Linked DNA regions of Mus musculus: regions 2, 3, 4, 5 and 6 are each linked to region 1. Evidence: chromatin contacts called from public HiChIP or PLAC-seq, Micro-C and promoter capture Hi-C data. All regions are on one chromosome and are shown on one strand. Each heading gives the region's core, a stretch centred on a gene start, on an enhancer-like site or on the middle of the called end of the contact. The rest is flanking DNA. Distances are from core to core; before and after follow the strand shown.

The links. Promoter capture Hi-C pulls out the DNA fragments that hold promoters and counts their contacts. Hi-C and Micro-C count contacts between places; a contact is called where the count stands out from the background. HiChIP or PLAC-seq counts read pairs in DNA pulled down with a chosen protein or histone mark.
Region 2: a contact with region 1 is called in a promoter capture Hi-C map of hematopoietic stem and progenitor cells. The contact joins the promoter of Mfsd6 here to the promoter of Gls in region 1. A contact is called at or near these places in 13 of 39 promoter capture datasets (the 3T3-L1 cell line, 3T3-L1-derived adipocytes, the C10 cell line and 8 more), 2 of 484 Hi-C or Micro-C datasets (cortical neurons and spermatogonial stem cells), 7 of 115 datasets of contacts at active chromatin or transcription factors (the SCID.adh cell line, astrocytes, effector CD8 T cells and 4 more) and 1 of 9 other capture datasets (pancreatic islet).
Region 3: a contact with region 1 is called in an H3K4me3 HiChIP or PLAC-seq map of pro-B cells, with 5 times the contacts expected there. The contact joins the enhancer-like site here to the promoter of Gls in region 1. A contact is called at or near these places in 2 of 39 promoter capture datasets (hippocampal neurons and pre-B cells), 1 of 484 Hi-C or Micro-C datasets (myocytes) and 9 of 115 datasets of contacts at active chromatin or transcription factors (the 230-238 cell line, the SCID.adh cell line, astrocytes and 6 more).
Region 4: a contact with region 1 is called in an HNF4G HiChIP or PLAC-seq map of pancreatic cancer cells. The contact joins the enhancer-like site here to the promoter of Gls in region 1. A contact is called at or near these places in 1 of 484 Hi-C or Micro-C datasets (embryonic stem cells) and 3 of 115 datasets of contacts at active chromatin or transcription factors (memory CD8 T cells, pancreatic cancer cells and pro-B cells).
Region 5: a Micro-C map of embryonic stem cells shows a contact between it and region 1, with 8 times the contacts expected there. The contact joins the promoter of Myo1b here to the promoter of Gls in region 1. A contact is called at or near these places in 3 of 39 promoter capture datasets (liver and pre-B cells), 3 of 484 Hi-C or Micro-C datasets (the HPC-7 cell line and embryonic stem cells), 2 of 115 datasets of contacts at active chromatin or transcription factors (astrocytes and pancreatic cancer cells) and 1 of 9 other capture datasets (adipose tissue).
Region 6: a promoter capture Hi-C map of hippocampal neurons shows a contact between it and region 1, with 2.1 times the contacts expected there. The contact joins the enhancer-like site here to the promoter of Gls in region 1. A contact is called at or near these places in 1 of 39 promoter capture datasets (hippocampal neurons) and 4 of 115 datasets of contacts at active chromatin or transcription factors (the 230-238 cell line, forebrain, memory CD8 T cells and 1 more).

The regions. Positions count from the first base shown.
Region 1 is chr1:52,231,442-52,235,274 of GRCm38.p6, reverse strand. It overlaps Gls (glutaminase), which reads left to right and starts at 2,043. Exons shown (of 18, transcript NM_001081081.2): 1 at 2,043-2,683. The coding sequence starts at 2,283.
Region 2 is chr1:52,725,322-52,729,154 of GRCm38.p6, reverse strand. Mfsd6 (major facilitator superfamily domain containing 6) reads left to right here and starts at 1,837. Exons shown (of 6, transcript NM_178081.4): 1 at 1,837-2,132.
Region 3 is chr1:52,653,481-52,657,313 of GRCm38.p6, reverse strand. It overlaps a transcript of Mfsd6 not described here. Among named protein-coding and RNA genes, the nearest start is that of Nemp2, 25 kb to the right of the region's middle. Within about 2 kb of position 1,858, at least 81 of the 459 cell types and tissues checked have an H3K27ac peak or open chromatin away from gene starts, as enhancers often do. A contact at or near this core is called in the 230-238 cell line, the SCID.adh cell line, bone marrow-derived macrophages and 3 more, where this site is marked.
Region 4 is chr1:52,595,975-52,599,807 of GRCm38.p6, reverse strand. It overlaps a transcript of Nemp2 not described here. Among named protein-coding and RNA genes, the nearest start is that of Gm28178, 18 kb to the right of the region's middle. Within about 2 kb of position 1,802, at least 161 of the 459 cell types and tissues checked have an H3K27ac peak or open chromatin away from gene starts, as enhancers often do. A contact at or near this core is called in embryonic stem cells, memory CD8 T cells and pancreatic cancer cells, where this site is marked.
Region 5 is chr1:51,913,942-51,917,774 of GRCm38.p6, reverse strand. Myo1b (myosin IB) reads left to right here and starts at 1,797. Exons shown (of 31, transcript NM_001161817.2): 1 at 1,797-2,014. It overlaps Gm33795 (a long non-coding RNA gene), which reads right to left and starts at 1,613. Exons shown (of 3, transcript XR_001778914.2): 1 at 1,271-1,613; 2 at 852-1,034; 3 at 1-777.
Region 6 is chr1:52,519,998-52,523,830 of GRCm38.p6, reverse strand. Gm553 (a long non-coding RNA gene) reads right to left here. Exons shown (of 6, transcript XR_373402.2): 6 at 3,128-3,623. It also overlaps the pseudogene Rps27a-ps1. Among named protein-coding and RNA genes, the nearest start is that of Gm553, 17 kb to the right of the region's middle. Within about 2 kb of position 2,215, at least 37 of the 459 cell types and tissues checked have an H3K27ac peak or open chromatin away from gene starts, as enhancers often do. A contact at or near this core is called in the 230-238 cell line and hippocampal neurons, where this site is marked.

The DNA of each region.
Region 1 (3,833 bases), core at 794-3,293:
ACAGTTTCCAAAGTTGTATGAATAAATATTGTTGAAGATAAAAATATCTAAGATTAGAAGAATCAAAGTTTCCTGCCATATTTCTATTCAGTTTGTAATAGTTTTGATTTGTTGTAGCTTTCTTGTTAGTTGTTTTATTATTACCTCAGATGTCCAACCTTGGTAAACTCAGGTCTTCCAAATGTTAGAAGTAACATTTGCCCTTTCTTATCAGTTCATTCTGAAAAGTAGAAACTCTAAAAATAGTCTACCAATGCATGTCTTTTCTTTACTTTTATCTTTTTCTTTTTCTATTCTTGTCTGTTTGCATGCATGCACATATGTGCAGCTCACTTTCCTCTGTGTGGAGGTCAGAGGTTCTAAAATTCACCAATTCAGCTAGCGTGACTAGCTCTGAGTCCTAGGGACTTGTCTCCACTCCAGGCATGGTTTGTAGGTAAGTGCCTGAGGTCGGACCTGCAGATCCTCATGCTTGAGCAGGGAGCCCTTCTACCCACTGAGTCATATCCTAAGTTCCTAATTGTTAAATATACTAGAAAGTGTTTAAACCTTTAATCATCAGAAGTCATTTCATTGAGCAATGGAAGAAACTAGGAAGAACTGGCATGAAAACGTTGACTGGATTGGTGAGTAGTCTGGATGGGGTTGAGAAAAAAGAGAAAAGAGGCAGTAAAAACAGATAACTAGTTTGTAAGAAACTGAACAACACTAAGGTTTGAAAGCAACCCATAAGTTAGAAAGACAAAGTTAGATATTATTAAGGGTAACATTTGCTATCTCTCCCCTAGAATGTATTGTTTTTCCTAAATATATAACTTTGATTCACTAATATTAATATTTTTGACAAACTAACCTTAAGCAATAATAAAAGCCACCCAAGTAATATAAAATTCTGGCTTTTTTTCCCCCCACAAGGTCATTTCCTTCACACTTTTTATTTTTATCTAAAGAGCAGGTTGAAAACAAAACAAAAACTTGAGCATGACAAGCCTGTAGGCACAGTCAGATTCTTTGGTTACTAATCTCGTTCAACATGTACAGATTGATTGGATTACTAAATCTGGTGAATTACATATCCTGCTAACTTTGGTGAATCTATGCATTTAAGCCTATCTGTTTCAGGAAATGGTTTAAAAAGCGGTTTTAGTCCTGAGTGGTATATGTGTGCAGACTCAGGAAACATATGATGCACACACATCTAAAAGGATACATGGATGAGGTGATGCTGTGCTGAAACAGTTTTGAGACATGGTATTCAGATGCTTCTATTTTAAAATGGCTTTTAAAATAGAAAAAGGATCTGCAGTATTTTGCTTTCAAGTCAACTGGTACTAATGAAATAATCGCCGTTCAAAAGATTTGGAGAAATCTTGTAGAAGATAGAAGAGATCCACCCTTACTCTGGCTTTTTCTCTATTCTTCGTTGTTCCTACGCTCAAACGTTCTAAATGTCTTAAGTTGCATAGCTGAAAGGATTTTGCTCATTTTTTCCAAAACATTTCGCTTCTGGGCAGTAGCCAACCATGGAAAGTTTTAAGCACATTTGGGAGAGGGATGAAGCTAGTCAGGGCGGCCTTGGCAGAACCGATGCCTTCAGAGGGGCGGACACATTCCCCTAACCGAGGGGGCGAGCAGTAGGTTTGGACCAGACGATCTGCCACCGCCAGCCTCCCTCCAGCCTTGGGCGGCCTGAACAGGCGCACTCCAGCTTCCTCAATAGCTGGAGGACGTGCTTCCCTGGAGCGCACCTGCCTGGTGAATGGCCAGACTCCGGAGCTACGGGTCCTCGCCCAGCTTGGCCTCAGGTGGCCCGAGGCAAGGGGGAAGAGCGGTCGGCGGGGCTGACACACGTCAGTCGTCCTTCTCCCCGCCCTCCAGGACCCAGCGGGACTGCGTACGGGCGCGGAGACAAATTTGACCGATTCTCTAGCCAATCAGAAGAGAGGTCGGCAGGCTGAGCCAATGGAAGAGCTTGCAGGGGGCAGGCCGTCAGCGTCCTCCCGCCCCCGGTTGGTGAGCCTGGTATGTCTCCAGCCCTCCCTTGAGCGTCAGTCTCAGTGCGGAGCTCGCGGCGGCCAGAGCAACTTCGGCTGGCTGCAGGCTGGGCGGCGGCGGCGGCGAGGGCGGCGGCGTTGGCGGCGGGAGCGGCGGAGCTGGGGCCACACCCCGTCCCGGACTTTTTCTCTTTCCAGTCCTCTCCCCGCCGTGCGGGACACGGTTCCGGGAGCAGAGCGGCCGCCCACGCCCCAAGCATCCTCATCTGACGAGCGGGCGCCGGCGGTATGATGCGGCTGCGAGGCTCGGCGATGCTACGGGAGCTGCTCTTAAGGCCGCCCGCCGCCGTCGGAGCCGTCCTGCGGCGCGCGCAGCCCCTCGGCACGCTGTGCCGGCGCCCCCGGGGCGGGAGCCGGCCGACCGCTGGCCTGGTGGCCGCTGCGCGACTCCACCCGTGGTGGGGCGGGGGCGGCCGCGCGAAGGGCCCCGGCGCGGGCGGCCTGTCCAGTTCGCCCTCGGAGATCCTACAGGAGCTGGGGAAGGGGGGTACGCCGCCACAGCAGCAGCAGCAGCAGCAGCAGCAGCCAGGGGCGTCGCCACCCGCAGCCCCGGGCCCCAAGGACAGCCCGGGGGAGACCGACGCGTTCGGCAACAGCGAGGGCAAGGAGATGGTGGCCGCGGGCGACAAGTGAGTTGCGTGGGTGAGGCTGAGGGGAGGGGTCGGGCCCTGGGCGGTGGGCGGTGGCGGTGCGGCTTAGCAACGGAGGTTCGCGGAAGAGAAAGAAAGCGATGCCAGGCGGCCTGCGACGGCTGTGCCATGTGATTAGGCCCGGCCCCGCCCGCGCCCCTCGCCTGCTCCCACTTCCCCTCCGTGGCCGGCGCGAGTCGCCCCGGGGTGACGGGTGAGCGCCGGGAGGGTCTTGCCTGCTGAAGCCCCTGCCGGGCAGAGGCTGCTGTCCGGCCGCGCCGCGTGCTCAGCGCCCCGGCTCTGCGAGGGTGATGCCACGCGAACCTCCATCTCTCCCGAGTGACATTGAGGAGTCGGGCGTAGAGCGGAGCTTCTACCTTCCCGATTCACCTTTTTGCCAGGCCGCAGTTCCCCCATTCTGTAAGCCTCCACCACCATCCCACTGGATGCCAGATGTGGCCTTGGGTTCTTAATCCTCCTGAGGTGGATCGTTTTGGCGTGCGTAGAGCCATCTGGGCCACCGGAAATAATGCTTCAGAAATGAGATTAGGCGGAATAGGGACATGTGGCCTAGAGGACGAGGAACGCAGCATGGACCACCTGTTCCTATCGGGACCAGTGATGGCTTGTCTGATGTCTTCTGTGCGGTGGACAGATTTTTAAAGGATAAAATTGTTTTAAAAGCACAAAAATAAGGTGACATAAAATACACAAAATCTAAGTAGTTTTAGGGACTTGATTGTGATAGGATGTTGACTCATTGTGTATATAGGGTGGGAATTTAGCCTAAGAGCAAAATTGAGTTTTCTTTGCTGAATGCTTTTGTGTAATATAGTTTCCCCAACTAGGTAAACACTGACTTTTAGGCTTTTTCTGTATCCTATTTTTCTGACTTTATACTGATATGGTGTATCCTGTTTTGCATTTTACTTCTCTTCCAGCTCTGCACAGTAGCTTAAGTCAAACTGAAAGTGTGAATTTTATGACTTCAATCTCAGGCCTGCTTAATGTTTCCTGTAATTGATGTGGGTACCTTCCTAAAACATTCCTGGTTATTTTCCCAGAGTGAAAATGTTATTTAAAACAAAATGAAACAACAACAAAAACCCTTAATAAGGAAAAAGGCACTTAATGATGGTATTCTGTGATA
Region 2 (3,833 bases), core at 588-3,087, 490 kb before region 1:
CTGGGAAGAATGGTACAGCTGAGACTGGGCAACTATGAGTCTTTCATGAAACACTCCACCTGCTTTAACTATCCTGTAAGTGTTAGCCTGGCCCTTCCCTCTGGTTTCTTGCCAGGTGATTTCAACATCTATCTTTTCAAGTCTTTCTGGGGAATGTTCTCTGGGACAGCCTAACTGGCCATGTATCTGGAGGCTAATTTCCCATATCACACAGACTGGACCCTACAGAAGGGTAAAAAAAGTGTATGTGACAATGGTGTTGAGTGACAGATCATGTTTGCTTCACGCATATTTATGTTTTAAAGAGATTTTTATATTATTTTTAAAATTATAAGAAATTTAAATAAGACCCAGGAGATACTGTAAAAACTGATAAGTTAAAAGCATTATGGTTGTGGGGTGGGGGTGGGGAATCCCTGCTCTTACAAAGCCAGTTTGCTTTCTGTAGGTCAAACATTAGCCCCTCTTCCCAGGTCCTTTTTCCTACAAAACCTCTCCTCTCACACTTGATACAGTAGGATCTTCAGGCACTTTGTTCTCTCTCTCTCTCTCTCTCTCTCTCTCTCTCTCTCTCTCTCTCTCTCTCTCTCTGTCTCTCTCTCTCTCATTTCCTTAATGCATGGACAGATCAGGAGAATGCTTGCTTTCTTTTTCACTTCCGTACTGGCTGGACAGATCAGGAGAATGTTGTCTTTCATGATAGCCCAACTGGGAACTTGAAGAGCTTTTCATTTCCACACAATGAGGGATCCAGCTGTCTCCAGGTCACACCAGAGCAGATATGTCATCCTTTGTACAAATCACCTTTATAATTTTCCTCTGAAACGCTAGCAGATACCGTCTTTGTTTAACTTCCACGTCTCAACATTTCAAGTGGTCTGTAATAAGGCGTATTGACTGCAGAAACTGTCCCTGGAAACGGGGGCTGAGCATCCAGCAACTGTATATTTATACTTTTTCATAAAGAAGGGCTTCACAATTTGAAGCGTCAGGGCCTATAAAGTGCTCTTTAGTAATGTCTTATGATGCAGAGCCTGGATTTTCTTCTACTTGTTTGTAATTTTGAACCTAGTTAACTTTCAGTCTCGTTTTGTAGCTGTAACAATAGATTAACATTGCTTACATCTATAGGATTCAATGGTATGTAAACAATGCTTCCCATGTAAGAAACGAATGTTCCTAAATGTTAGCTGTCATTATTGCTGGCTCTGGATTCTCTGCTCCCCATCACAGGCACGCACATACCCTTGTCAAACCAAACCTGTATACAATCTACTTGCTATCTGAATTTAACAAATGATACAGCTTAATTCTTAGAGTAACACCTGTGCTCAGGTCACTTCTTCATTAAGGTGCCATGTTCAGATGCTGTCTGGGTTCCAGAAGCTCCTGGAGCGAGCACTGTCTTTCTCCTAGCTGTTGTCTGCGGGGTCACCCGAGGACAGTTTACCAAGGTTGTGCCTAGAACCAGACAGCATGCATCTCATCAGCAGAGTTAGCTTTGAGGGTGGCACCTATTAAGTTCTGGAAAACTGATGGCTGTCACCACCCCTAGACCAGGTTGTTATTTACTTTGGGCTTCAAGTTCTTTCCAACACCCCATCAGAGATTAGGGAGTAAAACACCGCTCAGCCCGAGCGCAATGGGGTGTGGCGGAACGGGGATGGGGCATCGCCCACCTCTTCACTCTTTAGAATATGTCACGGCAGCCGGGGCTGGATACCGGGTCCCCCGGGCGGCCCCAGAGGGCGGGAGGCCGAGAGGAGGCGGCGGACGCATCCGCCGCCGCAGGAGGCGGAGCGCTGCACCTGGCGCCCGGTTCTCCAGCTCAGCCCTGAAACGGGTCCAGCCGGTCGGGAGCGAAGGCGGCGGCAGCGAGGCCAGGCCTGGGACCAAAGCGGCGAGGAGGAGCGGACAGAGGGGTTGCGCCGGACTGCGCCGGGCCAGCGCCATCGCTCGCCCCACCCGGCTTGCATCCAGCCGTCGCGCCCGCCGCACCCCCGGGAGAGGAGCTAGCCACCCAACCGACATGCGGCGCTCTGGCCTGCCCGCCGCCGCCCCGGCGCCCCGAGCGGCCGCCCCGCACCCCGGGGACAGGGCTCCCCGCGCCTCGCGCAGCTGAGCGCCTCCAGGTGAGTGGGTCGGCGCCGCCCCGGGGCCCCGGATCCTCCTCCGTGCACCTGCTGCGGGGTGGGCGCCGCCCCGGCCCGGGGCCTCCGAGCCTATCCCGCCCTCCCGGGTGCCGCCTGTCATCTCGGGGTGCAGGACAGCGGCGTCCCCCGCGCCCGCAGCACTTCCGCAAACGTAATTGGAGTCGGGAAAACAAAGGCGCTGCCCGGGAGCCCTTGGCCGCCGCCCGCCCGCAGCTGCTGCAGAAGGTGGGGGGCGCGGGTGGGCCCCGCGGGCCCAAGCCTGTCAGAGTCCGGTCCCGGCGTCGCCTTGGAGGTAAACATCCCCGGGAGAGAGGGGGAGGCGAGCTTGTCTTCATGGCCCTTGACAGTGTCCCCCTGTGTAGCAGGAGGAAACTGACATTGTCTGCCTCCCCCGTGGAAACAAATACAGGGGGCGGTACACCTCTTCCCGGGCTGCTACCTCCTTAGGAGAAATGTCCTACGGTGTGCGTGCGCGCTGAGCACTGAGCTTCAACTCAGGCTTGGGTCCCTCGCTTCACAGAGACTACCAGGTAGAGGAAAGATTCAGATGTAGCCCCTCCTCCTCCCTTTGCCCCTCCCCACGTGGTCTTGCCCGTGGATTACCACCCTTAAGTCTGGCACACTGTGCGTTTTGATTCTCCCACACGCCTGCGAAACCACAAACATTCCCTTTCATCAAAAAAAAAAAAAATTAATAAGCATGCCTACACCCACTGGGACATATAATACCTGCCAATCCATCGTAGAAATAACCTTGTGGAGTTGAAGTTTCAACTCCCAACCAGTGTCTAAGTAGTTTTGTGTCCTTTGGTTGTTGTTACATCATCCCAGGCTGCAGTTTTCTCACACAGAGAAAAAAGATGGATACAAGATGATAGTAATCCAGTCAAATCTCCTTTAACCTTGCTGGAGGTTCACGATGTTGTGTGTAGTTGTGTGTGATATTGTGTGTGATATTAGGTGTAGTTGAAAGTAGGCAGCATACAGTTTATGTGCTACCAGCAGCACTGTAAAAGAGAACATTGGGTAGGTCCATGTTCTGCACAGAGCATTGCTTCCTTGAGACCAGGCCCTAGCCAGCTAAAAGTGTATGCATTATTGATGCCCTTATGAAGAAAAGGAGGAGGATAAAATCCTTTGCATTGGGAAGCTTGGCTCTGACACCCAATACTTGTCATTAGCATATGTGGAAGATTTTTTCATTTGATTGGTGATGAGTAAGGGTGATTGGGCGTTTTTCACAGGTTGTGAGTAAAAATTCACAATATTAAAAAAAATTGCTTAGGAAAAGGTTGAAACATTGTTACTACAATGCAAGACACATCTGGAAAGAAAAAGGGGTCTAATTTTAAAAAAATGAATTAAAACTATTAAATATTTTACAGTTTTCCAGGCTATCTATCAAGGTAAATATAAAACAAGAAGGTAGACTAAAACAGAAACAAAACAGTACATGTCTGGTGGTCTGGGTATTGAGTCATCACCAATTCTATGCAACATATATACATACATATACATAATACACACATATACATATATGCACATATTTATATCTATTATAATATATAGTACATGTGTGTCTATATATAAATAATATATATGTTAAAATACACACACACACATATATATGTATATATATATATAAAACTTCTGCATTATCTTATAGTAATATGGCACTTT
Region 3 (3,833 bases), core at 609-3,108, 420 kb before region 1:
AAGGAGTAAGTAGGGAACCAGGAATGGGAATTCTGGGAATAAGAATGACTTTCTAAAGACTTAAGACAAGAATCTTAGAATATTCTTCTCCCCCAAACCATAGTCATACACTGAAAACTTTTGGGTTTGAGCTACAAACTACACCAGGTACCACCCCAGATAGAGGGTGTCTTGGGTGACTGCATGTAGAGCTTGCTCCTAGAAGGAAAGCAGAGGCTGTAAGAAGCCAAGGGATGCCTGCCTATATGGAAGGGGGATGCTGCTGTGGTTGAATGGGGGTCAGTCATATTGTGGATGGACACCAGAATGGTTCGAAATGGAAGCTCACCCTAGCCTCTAACATAGGAGACAGGATCAGCTGTACAGTGAAGGCCTCTGTGTGACCGTTCTGCCTGCCCCTGCCTCGGGAGGAAACATTCTACACCTGGATGCCTAGCTTCACTACAAAACACAGCTTGGAATGATGGGAACAATTAAGCTGATGGTTACTTTTGCACTTGAATGGTACTGCACTGTCAACCCCCAAGGCTCATTTTAAGTGACCTTTAAAATCAGATGTATTTATTATGCTCGTGCAATTACAGAAATGAAGTGGGAGACAGGCTGAGCCCCACCTATGAATGTACAGTATGTGGATTGTGAAAGTGACTGTAGGGAATCAGAGCGTTGTATCTTGTGTTTACAATTCTGGTTGATTTCTTTGAAAAGCTGCTGGTTTGGGAAATGCACAGTGGGTGTATTGAAATAAAAGGTAAATACCATTTTTAAATATTTCGTAAATGAAAAACACGTGACCAAACAAGAGAACATCCTCTGCTCTGTAATGAATGACACCAAATTCAATATGCCTTCGTTACAAAATGTTTACTGTGAGCGTCGATCCAACAGTGCAGTAATTTCTAGCCTTTTGAGCTGACACCTTCACGAGTTTGTGGACTTTGTGACTTTTTCTTCCTGTTCTTACAGTGCCATATGTCACTTGAAAAATATTAAAGTGAATTCCAATTAAACTTGATTTGAGAATTTTATAACCTCTCTTGAGATCCTTAGAAATACTCAGGGATGTCAAAGCTGAGGCTAGGAATCACTACCATAGTGATTTGTCCTGCTCCTCTCTGCCTGCAGGAAGTTATGCTACCCTAGAGTTCTGTGTGAACCCAACTTGGCTCGATGCTATTAACTAGACTATTCTTTTTTTTTAATTAGGTATTTTCCTTGTTTACATTTTCAATGCTATCCCAAAGGTCCCCCATACCCACCCCCCCAACCCCTTACCCACCCACTCCCCCTTTTTGGCCCTGGCGTTCCCCTGTACTGGGGCATATAAAGTTTGCAAGTCCAATGGGCCTCTCTTTGCAGTGATGGCTGACTAGGCCATCTTTTGATACATATGCAGCTAAAGACAAGAGCTCCAGGGTACTGGTTAGTTCATATTGTTGTTCCACCTATAGGGTTGCAGTTCCCTTTAGCTCCTTGGGTACTTTCTCTAGCTCCTCCATTGGGAGCCCTGTGATCCATCCATTAGCTGACTGTGATCATCCACTTCTGTATTTGCTAGGCCCCGGCATAGTCTCACAAGAGAGAGCTATATCTGGGTCCTTTTAGCAAAATTTTGCTAGTGTGTGCAATGGTGTCAGCGTTTGGAAGCTGATTATGGGATGGATCCCTGCATATGGCAATCACTAGATGGTCCATCTTTTTTGTCACAGCTCCAAATTTTGTCTCTGTAACTAGACTATTCTTAAAGCAGAGTAATAGTACATGCCAAAGGCCAGCACAGCTCAAGAGCCAGAGTCATAGGACAGTGCTACTTTATCGTCCTAGTGAGCTTGCAGTGGCAGGAAGTTGCAGTGGCAGGAAGTTGCAGTGGCAGGAAGTTGCAGTGGCAGGAAGTTGCAGTGGCAGAAAGCAGGCAGGTGGCTAGCACTCCCGGGGATTTGCAGCTTGCTCATGGGACTCCTAAGCAATATGCCTCTCGGCATATCAGTTAAGTAGAGCAGCTGCAAAAGGGGAAGTTCATCCATGGTTAGGTCATTTGTTTTTCAAAAGCCCTACCTGGTATACATAACCTTCCCCATTGAAAATATGAGGATTCTTAAGCGAATAGGGCCTAAGTTATGGGATCATGGTCAGAGCCAGGACACAGACTCAACTCTTGCTAACACCAGAGCCCTGCCTACCACCTTCCCATCCTAGTGGGAGGGAAAGCGTCCACGGTGGTACAAGACATAAATAGCCAAGCCATGAGTTCTGTGTGCCTGAAACCTATGTGTGTTTGTTTCTATTCTTGATTTCTAGACATTCTCTAAAACCTTAAATCAGCATCCCAAGCAATAGCCTTACCAATAAAACGTCCTGACAAGATTGTAGGCTACTTTTGTTGTCCCAGTATGAGTGCTATGGGCTGCTTGTGACTCTTACAGTGGATATGTACCTACTGTGTCTCTGAGGATTTCTATCTTTTTTTGTTTGGTTGGTTGGCTTTATTGTTTGTAGAACATGATTTTAGTATTTTCAACTGTTAATATTCAACAAACAGAATCATTTTAAGATATATTTTGTTGTATTTCATTTCTGATTTTATTAATTTAGATACTGTCTTTGTGCCCTCTGGTTAGTCTGGCTAAGGGTTTATCTACCTTGTTGATTTTTCTCAAAAAAACAGCTTCTGATTTTGATTCTCTGTAGAGTTGGTTTTGTTTCTACTTGGTTGATTTCAGCCCTGAGTTTGATTATTTCCTGCCATCTACTCCTCTAGGGTGTATTTGCTTCTTTTTGTTCTAGAGCTTTCAGGTGTGCTGTCAAGCTCCTGTAAGCTCTCTCCAATTTCTTTTGGGAGAACTTAGAGCTATGAGTTTTCCTCTTACAACTGCTTTCCTTGTGTCCCATAAATTTTGGTATGATGTGTCTTCATTTTCATTAAATTCTAAAAAGCGTTTCATTTTTTTTCTTTTTTTCTTCCTTGACTGAGTTATCATTGTGTAGAGCATTGTTCAGCTTCCACGTGTATGTGTGCTTTCTGTTGTTTTTATTGATATTTAAGACCAGCCTTAGTCTGTGGTGATCTGATAGTGTGCATGGAATAATTTCAATCTTCTTGTATCTGTTGAGGCCTGTTTTGTGACTGATTATATGGTCAGTTTTGGAGAAGGTACCATGAGGTGCTGAGAAGAAGGTATATTCTTTTGCTTTAGGATGAAATGTTCTATAGATATTGTTAGATCCGTTTGGTTAATAAGTTCTGTTAGTGTCTCTGTTTAGTTTCTGTTTCCCTGATCTGTCTATTCCTGAAAGTGGGGTGTTGAAGTCTCCCACTATTATTGTATGGGGTACAATGTGTGCTTTGAGCTTTAGTAAAGTTTCTTTTATGAATGTGGGTGCCCTTGCATTTGGACCATAGATATTCAGAATTGAGAGTTCTTCTTGGTTGATTTTTCATTTGACCAGTATAAAGTGTCCTTCCTTATCTTTTTTGATAACTTTTGGTTGAAAGTTGATTTTATTGGATATTAGAATGGCTACTCCAGCTTGTTTCTTGGGACCACTTGCTTAGAAAAATGTTTTCCAACCTTTTACTCTGAGGTAGTCTCTGTCTTTGTCACTGAGGTACATTTCCTGTATGCAGCAAAATGCTGGGTCCTGTTTACGTAGCCAGTCTGTTAATCAATGTCTTTCTATTGGGGAACTGAGTCCACTGATGTTAAGAGATGTTAAGGAAAAGTGATTGTTACTTCCTGTTATTTTTGTGGGTTTCTATCTTTAAACCACTTCCTGTGATGCAAACTGTCATGCAAGACATCACTTATGGGAAGTCTGGGGGCCTTTACTTCCTT
Region 4 (3,833 bases), core at 553-3,052, 360 kb before region 1:
ATCTTCTGAAATCGCAAAGCCCATCTATCCCTAGTGATGCAGCTCCACTAAGGCCACACCCCTTAACATATTCCAAACACACAAACTTGGGGGAGGGGTGGTCATTCAAACCACCACAAGTTTTGTTTTTACTTGTTAGGTATTCTATTTCTTTGAAAATATACTCTAATAATAGACTCAGAGTTATTTAAACTTCAAGGAACTATTCCTCTAACCATTAATGTCTCCTTCTTAAAAACTGTACACTGGATTAAATAATGTCTTAGTTATGGTTTTTCACTGAACCTGAAGCTTATTGCTCAGCCAAGCATTCTTGGATTCTTGGTCAAGGATTTCTAGTCTCTACCTCTCCAATGCTGTTAGAAGCAAACCAGCACAGCCCTTGTATTTTTCATAGATTCCAGAAAGCTGCACTCGGATCCTTTACCAATTAAGCCACCTCCCTGCCTTATTTAAAACTTTGTTTGGTCTTAAATCAGAAGATCATTGTTTTGATTTTACCGTGTATTGCACCACCATTCCACTTTATCATTTAATTGGTGTCCTCAATACATAGAAAACACTTACATTAAAAATTGCATTTTAAAGGTAAAAAGGAGCAAAAAAAGACAAGAAATCTTAGAATTGGCTAATGAAGAGACGACCCATAGTTTCTTTTCTCCCTTCAGACACTTGGCAGTCAGCAAGCTCATCTGAAGTAGCTCAAAGGGACTGTGGACAGGTCAGCAGAAATGGTAGCGGGCATCCTCAGCCAGGCTCTGCACTGGCCAGGCTCCCTGCCAACCAGGAAACTCACAACGGTTCCACAAGGGCCTCAGTGCCCCCCACACCTTCCCACCTGTCCACAGATAAGAACAGTAGTGCCAGTGCGGGGCTTTCTGTTCTGTAATCAGGCACACAAGCACCTCATGTCTCCATTCGTTCAGTTACTCAACTTCTGCCCCCGAAGTTCCCATACTCTTCCTACCTCAGCAGGGCGCTGTTGGCAAAGACCAATACCCTTGCATTTATCCCTTTCTGAACTTGGTTGTTGTTGGTTGTGGTAAGATGGGGTCTTCCGTACCCCAGGTTAGCCTCAAACTTCCTATAAACTGAGACAGTCTTTAACCTGATCCCCCTGCCTCTGCTTTCCCAGTGCTGGGATCACAGCTGGGTAGCGCCATGTCCCACCCACGTTTGCTTTTGATTAATTGTACAGACTCCCACTCCATAGCCAAGTCCTTCTACGTTCTCTCTCCATGCCTAAATCAGTAGGCAGCATGTGGCAGTTTATCTCCATGAACCATGGCTCCCTGTCTGCCTCATGTTACCATGCCATTTCAGGCTTGAATGCAGTAGATTTTAAAATCCCATATAAGGTTAGAACAGTGACACTATCTCTTTAGGGCATTAAGGATTATTTTGGATGGAAACTCTAAGCTCATCTTCCACTCATCCCTGGCTCTGCCCGGGTCCTACTTGTGCACAAAGGCAACTCTGAGGTCACTTTTACAAGAGAGGACAGGCAGAAAAAGTGCCCTGCAAAAGACATGGGAATGTTCAACACCAATTATCAGGCGGAAAAAAAGAAATAGCCACAGACCAGAAATAACTTAAGTAATAATTTTAAAACTTTAGATCATCCATCGGTAAAGCAGCCTGGTCAGCTGGACTCTGCTTCAGTTTTGACTCCCAGTTTTCTAAGGCTTTTTAAAAATGCTTGGACTGTTTCCTTGAGACATTCGCATGCAAAGCTGTGGCTGCTGTCTCCAGCCGCCCACACATACCTGCCCTCCTCCTCCCTCTGACTCAGCGCCCAGCCTCCGCCCACGCCCGCTGACTCGGTGACCCGCACCCACTTCCCACAAACCTACGCGCTCCTCTCCTTCACACAGGTACAAATATTCACACTCCCACTGCTCAGCAAACAACGCACACTACTAATGGGGGGGAGGGGGAGGCATGCTTTTCCTAATGACCATTATGTTTCTTTTAATTCACAAGCTTTACACAGCACAATGAGTAGCTGATGAACTTATTTATGCTTAAATTGGTTTTTCAAAACTCCCTCGTGTTCAAAACTGGATTATTCTATTTTTAAAAAACTCCACCAAAAAAAAAAAAATGTATACACCGAGTGTTGCACCTTTTTTTTTTTTCTTTTTTCTTTTTTCAGGAAGAACAGATGCCCTAGGGTTTGTCCAAATTAAAACTTTTTACTCACATTTTCAGCGATGGCTACACAAAGGCTCACTGGGCTGGGTATTCGCCGTGAGGGTGTTTGAGCTACAGCTGGCATCAGCAGGCTGCCTGACAAGATTAATTGGCAGTGAATTAGACCAGTGCAGTCCAGAGCCAACACCAAAAAGGAGGACCAGCCCACTCATGAGGCCCTGCCAACGCCCAGAGATCTGCTGAGCGTGGGCTGGGGGAAGGCAGGGAGGCCAGTCTCTGCTGCCTTTGTGTTCTCACGGCTCGTACAAGGGTTCATAGCAACGGTTTCTTTCTTTTGCTGTGCATTTGTGTGATATCTGTGTGTCTTGCTACACTGATGCCACAGCGCATGTGCAGAGGTCAGAGGACAACCTTAAGTGTGTCCCCTTCCCTTCCACCTTGTTTTAGGTAGGGTCTCCTGTTCACAGCAGCATGGGACAGGGCTGGACATCCTGATGGCTCCCCATGACTGCCATCAGCTCTGTGTGGGTGCGGAGGTCTGAACTTGGGTCCTTACACTTGTGACCAGAGCTTTATCCTCTGAGCCATCTCCCCAGGCCCCATGGCAACTCTTTTTATTTTTTCCGGGGCTTGATACTATTCTATGTCACAGATGTGAGCAGAAGCAATTCTATTGTAACTCACCTCCTCTTTAAGAAGAGATGCAAGCCAAATCTGGATTTTAAGGAGTGGTGGGTTGCTTTGTGTTTGCTGCTTTGCTTTATCATTCATAATTGATGTGAATTCTTCTGGGAGAAGCAGCGGCCATTTCTGCTCTTCTTCTATCTCTAACAATTGAGAATGTTAGATCTACAATATGCTGGACAGGGAACTGGGAAAAGGATTTCTATCTGGGCCAGACCTCTCAGCCCTCAGTGGTGGGGCCAGTTTTAATCATCTCTGTCCACCTGTCTCACATTCTTTGCTTGAATTTCTACAATTTGATCTGCTTCTGTGCACTTTAGCATTTCTCTGTATTATCCTTAAACTTGAAAGTCTTCTTGGCTCCTTGGAACTTTTTAAGCACTTCTTTGTATGTTTAACTTTGTATCGTTATAGAAAGCAAAGCTCTTCACCACAAGTCCCCATATAAAAAGATGCAAAAGCAAAAAGCAAGTGTCTCACTTCTTAGCCACTGTGCTGGTATGACTACCACCAGGTTCCAAGAAGCTAACTTCCAACAAAATATGGCAGAGTGAACATAAGAATGTCTGTCTTCTGGCTAGGCCAGCAGAGCAGTGTGAGCAAATGAGAGCCTTTGGTTACCACGCTGTGCTCTGTTTGTGTCTCCTGAGAGTTCAAACTCTGTAGTCATCAGTGTAGCCCTGATAGGAAGCAACTGAGCCTCTCGGTTGAGATTAGCAGAAGGTGATTGGGTCCTTGTTTGACAGGTGAGTAAACCTCTTTCTTCATGTGCTACCCAGATATTTTGTTACAATAACAACAGCCAAAAAAAAAAAAAAAAAAAAAAAAAAGTGAACTGACATGTTTGTTGGAAGAGAATGGAGGGGTTAATAGTCCCACTGTAAATACGAGCTGAAGCCTAGATATGAATAAGACATTTCACTGTAGAGTAACTGCGGTCAGGATTTAGCTATCTCTTTTGAAACCAAGGGGAGTGAAATACCGACTTAAAGTCT
Region 5 (3,833 bases), core at 548-3,047, 320 kb after region 1:
TAGGCTACAGTAAGTTTGAAGCCAGTCTATGATACACAGACTCCTGACTCAAAAGTTTCCTGTCCCTACTCTGCAAGCCACTGACTTATAGTTTATGAACCTGTCATTGTATTTTGAAGAAGATAGATTGGCCAGGAGGGTTCAGAGGTCCTGTTGCTGCCCAGTTGCTATAAGCAGATGGAACCAAAGATCTGGCACATATTAAAACATGTTGCCATGTAGTAGGTCTATATTTTGTTTCTCTGGAAGCTGAGAGCGGTGTCTTTACTGTACTAAGTTATCAAGGTCTAGGGTAGCTTGTTTGGTCAGCTGTGGTGGAGGCAATCATTTATGCTACCACTAGGCCAAGTCACCAATGACAAACCCTCCTTCACTTCATGTTTCTGGAGACTGACTTGAGTTAGCTGGGGTTTCACTCTAGGTCTTACTTCATGTAGTATAAGGTGACTGTGACTAAGTCAACTTTAAGGCTCACACAGCCACATGGCTGGGACAGTGAGCAGATGCGGGCACTCTTAGTCTGGAATATATGGCTATACCTGGCTTCTGTGTGCTCCCTCACAGTGAGAGAGAGAGAGAGAGAGAGAGAGAGAAAGAGAGAGAGAGAGAGAGAGAGAGAGAGAGAGAGAGAGAGAGCTGGGTTGGTCATACCACCAACTGTATCCCATTTGTTAGAATTCAGTCCAGCCTGTATTCAAGAGGAGGGCAATCAAATGGCACTCCTCAATGAGAGGTGTACCAAAGAATTTGTGGAGGTTCTCCATAGTTGTATATAAGCTGGAAGGAAGAAAAAAAAGCTCTCAGACTTTGTTTGTCCTGGCCTCAAAAACAAAAATTGAAAAGTAACTTACCTCACAGGTTTTTGTGAAGATTAAATAAAATTGTATCCACTACTCAAAATATGTTAGCTTAAACCATTACCATGCCGACTGAAGACCTAACTGATGCTGGTTCCGTCAATGATGCTAGAATTCCCAGCAGGTCAGTTTGTAGAGGAGGGTCTTGGTAGCCTCTGAGAAGTCCTGGGGCCTGTGCTGGAGGGACAGAGTGACTATATAAGGTTGGAAATCTTTGGTTCGCCTCCTTTCAGTGACAGTATCCAGATATAGGTCAGTGCACTTAAACCTGGCCCCATTTATGGCAATTTATTTCATTATAGGATAAAGTCGTCAGATTCATGAGTAATAATTACTGTGTCTGCCGCGCTTTTAACACCCCAGCCATGTAATCCTCACCTCACCCCATGAGTAAGTTTGATGAACACCCTTACCTCTTCCAGGAACAAGCCAGACCCAGGGTCATGTGGCTTGTCCCGAATCCCAGCGTGGTGAAGACACCTGGAGTGAGAAGCTGGGAGTCCTGAGTCTTCAGACCCTCTACCATGGCCAAGTGATTGCCAGTCATTGCTCAGTACCTAATGGTATATTCAATATGTATGTCAGTGACAGAGACAATAAAAGCCTCACATGGCAGGCCATTTTCTCTTCCATTAAATTGTCATTTTGTGATATTTTTGGGCACCCAAACTTGGACCTAGGAGGGTAGGCAATGTGGAGAAGAATATTCTCTCTGCTGAGGTTCGCGCCCAGGCTCTTGCAGCTGTTCGGCTCTGCATCTCTGGTCTGCAGTTCGCGGATCATGCAGTGGCCAAGGTGAAGGGCCAGTGCGCTTTCCTGGGTGTCCCCGCCCGCCGGGTGCTCACCGGGGGGCGCTGTGCGGCCTGCGCGCCTGGGTGAACCGCGGCCAGGGAGCGAGGGGCGCGTCCGGGCGGTGAGGTCGCCGCCCCCGCCGGGAGAGGGGAGTGGCCGCGCCGCCGCCGCGCCTCTAGCCAGCGCACTCGGAGCCCAGCCGGCGGACGCGGTGTGGGTGCACTGAACGCACGGTCGGCTGAGCGGCGCGGGATCCCCGGCAGCAACTGTGGCACAAGCCCCGCATCGGATCTGACCCGCGTTCCCCAGGCGGCGGCCAGCGAGCAGCACGCGGAGACGGAGTGGCCGAGCGGTTGCCGGGCGAGGTACGCTGCACTCCCCCGTGCCGGCTCCCTTCCCGCCCGTGCCTTTGTGCGCGCGGCCCCAGGCTCAGCCGCAGCCTGCAATCCCGGGTCATCAGCTCCCGGGGCGCTCCTGTGGGGCGCGGAGGCACTCCACCGTGAACCCACGCGCGCTCGAGGTCGTCGAGGGTGATCGCGGCCCCGTGTGGCTTCGGGGGCGGCAGGAGAGGGAAGGGGCTTACAAACTAAGTTGTTCTCTCACTTTGTGTTATTGGCTTCCTACCTACGGGCACTGGGGAACCCTGCTTCCCGCGGGCCCACTCGCATCCCCCTCCATCCCTCTGGCCCACTGGAGTTTCCCGGCCCCAGGTTCTATGGAAGGACAAGCTTATGGCTTCCTGTGGGAAGGAGAAGCGGAGGTGGAGGCGGAGGTGGAACAATGGGGCGTCCTGGGGAGTGGGGTTCAGGTGCGGTGTGCCCCGGCCGCGGCGCACCCGGAGGGGCGACCGGACCCGATGGATCGCCCTGCGAGTGCAGCTGCGCTCCGCTCCTTTGTTCCGCCACAGCGGAGGGGGCTGCCCCGGGTCCCGTTTCCTGCCCGGGATGGGATTGATTCACAGTCCCAGAGAGGCAAGGGGAAGGGGGCGGGGCTCGAATGGAAACCAGACTGGGAACGGGAGCCCTGCAGGGCGCTGGGCTGGGTGGAGCTCTGGGGAGGGGGTAATGAGAGTGCGTTGGAGTTAATTACAAACACAACCTTCTGTCTAAAGGCCTGTGGAGTTTATTTGCGGTGCTTTGTTCATACTACGGCCTAGCACTAATTGGTGCAGCAAGTTCTGTTCTTTCTTGAAGTTCTAGGCTCTGGCTATGGGAGTTTGCTGAAGGCAGATCTTGTTATTTATAACGGACGAAGAGGGCTTCTTTTGTTTTGTTTGTTTTGTTTTGAAATATTTTTCACAATGAATCAGGATATATGTGTGCATGTGTATCTGTGGATTTTATTGTGGCTCGGATAGGCTAACAAACTAAACCCCAAAGCGGGCGTGGTGGTGCACGCCTTTAATCCCAGCACTTGGGAGGCAGAGGCAGGCGGATTTCTGAGCTCAAGGCCAGCCTGGTCTACAAAGTGAGTTCCAGGACAGCCAGGGCTATACAGAGAAACCCTGTCTAAGAAGAAAACAAACAAACAAACAAACAAACAACCAAAACCAAACCAAAAACCAAAAAACTTTTTGAGACATGGTTTATTCCCTGGTTGACCTGAAACTCAGAGATACTGCCTGCTTTTGCCCTCTGAGAGCTGAGACTAAAGGTGTGCACTACCACACCCTGTTAGGTGTGTATAGAACCATTTTTGACAAAAAATAGTTTTCTCCGTTATCATACAGTTCAGTTAGGATGCTTTTCCAAGAACATTTGGGGCCTGGGAAGCACCAGGAAATCAGATTGCTAAATAAATGAGTAAGATGATGCAAGATTCTTTTTCATTGGTCCCAGAAGAAAGAAAAGACCCACCCGACACTCATTGTGGGTTTGTGTACTGGAGTCATGACTTCAAGTGTTCTGGGCTTTCCTGTGAGCCTACGGGAGTAAGAGAGAGAACCCTGCCTGACAGTGAATCTCTCTCTCTCACTGTTTTTAGGAGTAACATTGGGTGTTTGTTAAAGTGACCCAGTCCTAGATTGGAATCAAGAGTTCCAGAAGGATAAATTGACTTTGGGAGTGGGAGCAAACCTGGGGGAATCAAGCTATGGGTGTTTCTGAACAAGGTTTTCCAAGCAGAACTGGGGGTGGGGTGGGGAGGGGAGGCTGACATTTCCAGGTTCATAGTTAAGCCTGTGGG
Region 6 (3,833 bases), core at 966-3,465, 290 kb before region 1:
ATCACCACACAAGCATGAAGCCTGGAATAGATATTCAGAATCCATGGAGAAAAAGGAATTGATATATGCTTATAATCCCAGCAATACAGAAGCTTGATGGCCAGCCAGCCCAGCCTACTTGGCAAAGTTCAGGCCAGCAAGAGACCCAGTCTCAAAAGAAAGGGGGATGGCTCTTCTAGGGCATGCTCAAGATTGCCATCTGGCCTCCATATGCAGCCTCTCATGTGAAGGCATATACACACATGCACCTAATGGGTACCATGAAATACATGGTCAATTCAGGAGCGGTGGTTTAGTGGTTAAAGCGCTTGCTGTACAAGTGTGAGGACTGGAGGGCTGGTACCCAGAACCCAAATACATGCCAAGGCGGCACGGCAGTCCACCTAAGTGCAGTCTCAGGAGGCAGAGATGGGGATCTCAGAATAAGTCTTGCCATGTCAGCAAGCTTAGGTTTTGATTGAGAGACCCTGCCTCCATGGATGGTGGAAGAAAATGATGGAGGATGATTTCTGACATCACCCTTATGCCTCCAATGCTCGTACACATGTATGGGCCAGCACCCATAGTCACATGTACCCACACAGATGCAAACATGCATACATGCATGCACCCTCACACATACATGAAAATGGAGAAAGAAAAAAATGTTCACACTAACAAATCTGTCTGGTGCACCCACCACTTCTAGTTGATTCTGGTTTTTCCTGTTCAGCTCCGAGCTTTTGTAGGGACACTCTGTAGGTAATTTGTTCCATTTCCCTCACCTGTAGAGCATTTCTTGCGACTTATACAATGCTGGTTCATATTGTGCACTCAGAATAGTTTTCCAGTAAATGAATGTCATGGTATTTTGTTTTGTAAAACTTTTTGGTCTGGTTCTATAGCTGAAGTTAAATTTATCATACGAACCCCACTCAGGAATCAAGTTGCTGTGTTGGTAATGTCCTTTTGTTTTTCTGGTTTCTTCAATATTTAACTTGCTCTCGTTGGGCACTCACAGACAACTATTAAACTAAGATATCCAAATACATCTGATCAGAGAACTTCTAGAATACCCATGTGTTTTTTGTTTTGCTTTGTTTTGTTTTCAGTTCCTCCTAGTTCCTCCTTTTTATTAATGCATACACAACTATTTGTCCTCTGGTTTGTTGAAGCAGTAAGTCAGACAACACTTGCCACAGAAATGTCTGTTAAAGTGGCTTCCCATGAAAACTCCAGCACCACACTCATCAGAAGGACACTCTCGACGAAGTCGGCTAATTTTGCCATTTTCATCCACCTTATAGTATTTCAGCACAACCAACTTAACCTCCTTCCTCTTATGCTTATTCTTTTTTGGGAGTGGTGTAAGACTTCTTCCTTTTCTTAGCATCACCTTGAAGTCTCAACACAAGACACAGGATGGAATCCTATTGAATGTTGTAGTCAGACAAACCACAGCCATCTTCCAGCTGCTTACCAGCAAACTTCAGCCTCGGTTGGTCAAGAGGGATTCTCTCCTTATCCTGGATCTTAGCCTTACACGTTCTATAGTGTCTGAGGCTTTGGCCACAAGGCGAGCGGAGCGTAAGGGTCTTCACAAAAATGTGCATTATGGCGGCGGCTCCACCTGCATTCGAAAAGAGACAGACCCAGGTGGTGGATCCAAAAGGAAGAGCTGCCACTCATGTGTTTCTTAACTGAAGTTTAAAGGCTATTTCTATCTATTGTTATTTTGCATATAACAAATACTAATATCCACATTATACCAAGACGTGATTTTTTTTTCTTAAATTTTATTTTATTTTATCTTTTACTTAGATTACATTTCTGGCCATCTTTCCTGATTTCCCCCCACATCTCCTTTAGTAACCAGTTGCTGACAATTCCTTTCCTTGCCAATGTTCTTCCTGCAGATTTAGAGGGGTGGCCTATTTGTCCTTGATATTTTTTCCTTCCAAAGATGTGCAGGCAGAGTAGGCGCTTTTTAGAGCACACACGCACACACACACACACACACACACACATACACACACACTCTCTCTCTCTCTAGGGGCGTCTGCCTCTGTCTTCAACTTTACAAAAATAAAATAATAAAGCAACGTGTTTCCTTCACACATTTAAGTGCCAGAAATAGATGGAGACGTACATTTTTCAATCTCTGTGCCAGGCTAATGAGAGCTCAGCAGACTGTGGGAACCTGGCCAGTCCCGCCCTCACACCCTGCTGTTTCACTTCCCTGGTCCTTCTGTACCTGACTAGCCCAGGCCCTGGCTGCCAGCTACCCTGCTACTGGCCTCTGGATGTCAGCCATAGCACCAAAGCGTGCCTAGAGGCCAAGTGACTCTGGCCTGGAGGATCCCTTGCTCCACCCCATTTCCGAGGATTTCTGGGTTTTTGATTCCCCAGACTATCTCAGAGGAGAGGACCCTGGGGGTTAGAATCTTGAGGGCTTCTTGAAAAAGAGACCAGAGAGCAGCATCCTGGCTTCTAGGAAGTGAACCTGAGACCCAGAGGACACAGAGCCTGCTGTGACTGCAACTACCAGGGGCTGCAGTTTCCCAAACCTGGAGTGGCCTTCCTGTTGTCACACAAAGAATAATGCGCTCTGTCCAGCCCTCTCAACAGAAACTATGAGCACCCACCAGGGTGGGGGATAGTACGGTCACACATCTGGGCTGAGTATAATGTTTGGGGCTGGATGCCCTGACAGGGAACACAGGCCACTAGAAATTGACAGCAATTAAGAGGAAAAAGGCAAATAGCTTTACAGAGAACAATGCCAGGGAAGAGCCAGGTTTGCCGCTGCTCTCCTTCCATCGCTTCTCTGACCTGAGGGAACATTAGTCATGGACAACATCACCTTCAGCTGTCTGACCACGCAGTACAACCACAACCCTGAATTTGAATTTCTTCTAAATATCAAGAATCTGAACTACAGGAGAGAGACAGATGTGACTGGGGGTCTAGTCTGTTCCAGAATGGTATAGTATACTCTGAGCTGTGCCCGACTCTGCTGCTGCTGCCTGAAGAGACACAGTGGTGGCACCTGCCCTTAATCCCTGCGAGAGAGAGAGAGAGAGAGAGAGAGAGAGAGAGAGAGAGAGAGAGAGAGAGAGAGAGGGGGGGGGGGGGAGGGAGAGGGAGAGAGAGAGAGGGAGATTCTAATGTTCTCTTACATGGTTCCTAAGCCATTGAAAATAGGCTCTGCCCACTGATTTGGTGGGAAACCTAGACAAATCAGTGTCTCTTGGGGTCAAAGCATGGGGCTACTTTTAGTGCTGCTCTCCATTTAAACTGCTGAATTAAGAAACAAGAGTGTCACTTTGCAGATTTTATTTGTTTAGAATTCAAGAGGCCAACCATGACCATCAGTTACAAAATCTCAAGAATTTTTATCACATGATGAGTGTGAATTCTTTTGAAGATGTTGGATGAGAGCCGTCTTTCTAGAGGAGGAAGGCAGTATCTTCCAAGATACAGATCCAACCAGATGACAGATTGGAAAACAGCGGGCCAGCACACAGCCTAACTCCACTCCACTGTGGGAATGGCGCTCACAGGATACGTGGGATCGTGTTGAATGTTCGACCACACTGTCTGTGTTGACAGTACAGCAAAGTTCATTTGTCCGGGAAACAAACCTTAATTTAGACAACACCAGACAACAGTTAGAAGTGGTTGTCTAAGATTGATGTACTGAAATCTTCATATAAGGGTATTTTATTACTTATGTTGAATATGTAACAAAAAAAATCACAAAAATATATGCCTTAAAGCTTATCGGCTACTTGTAATCAAGAGCCTAGTATATGCAAAGGCCTAAGTACTGCATCATCTCAAACTTCACTTGC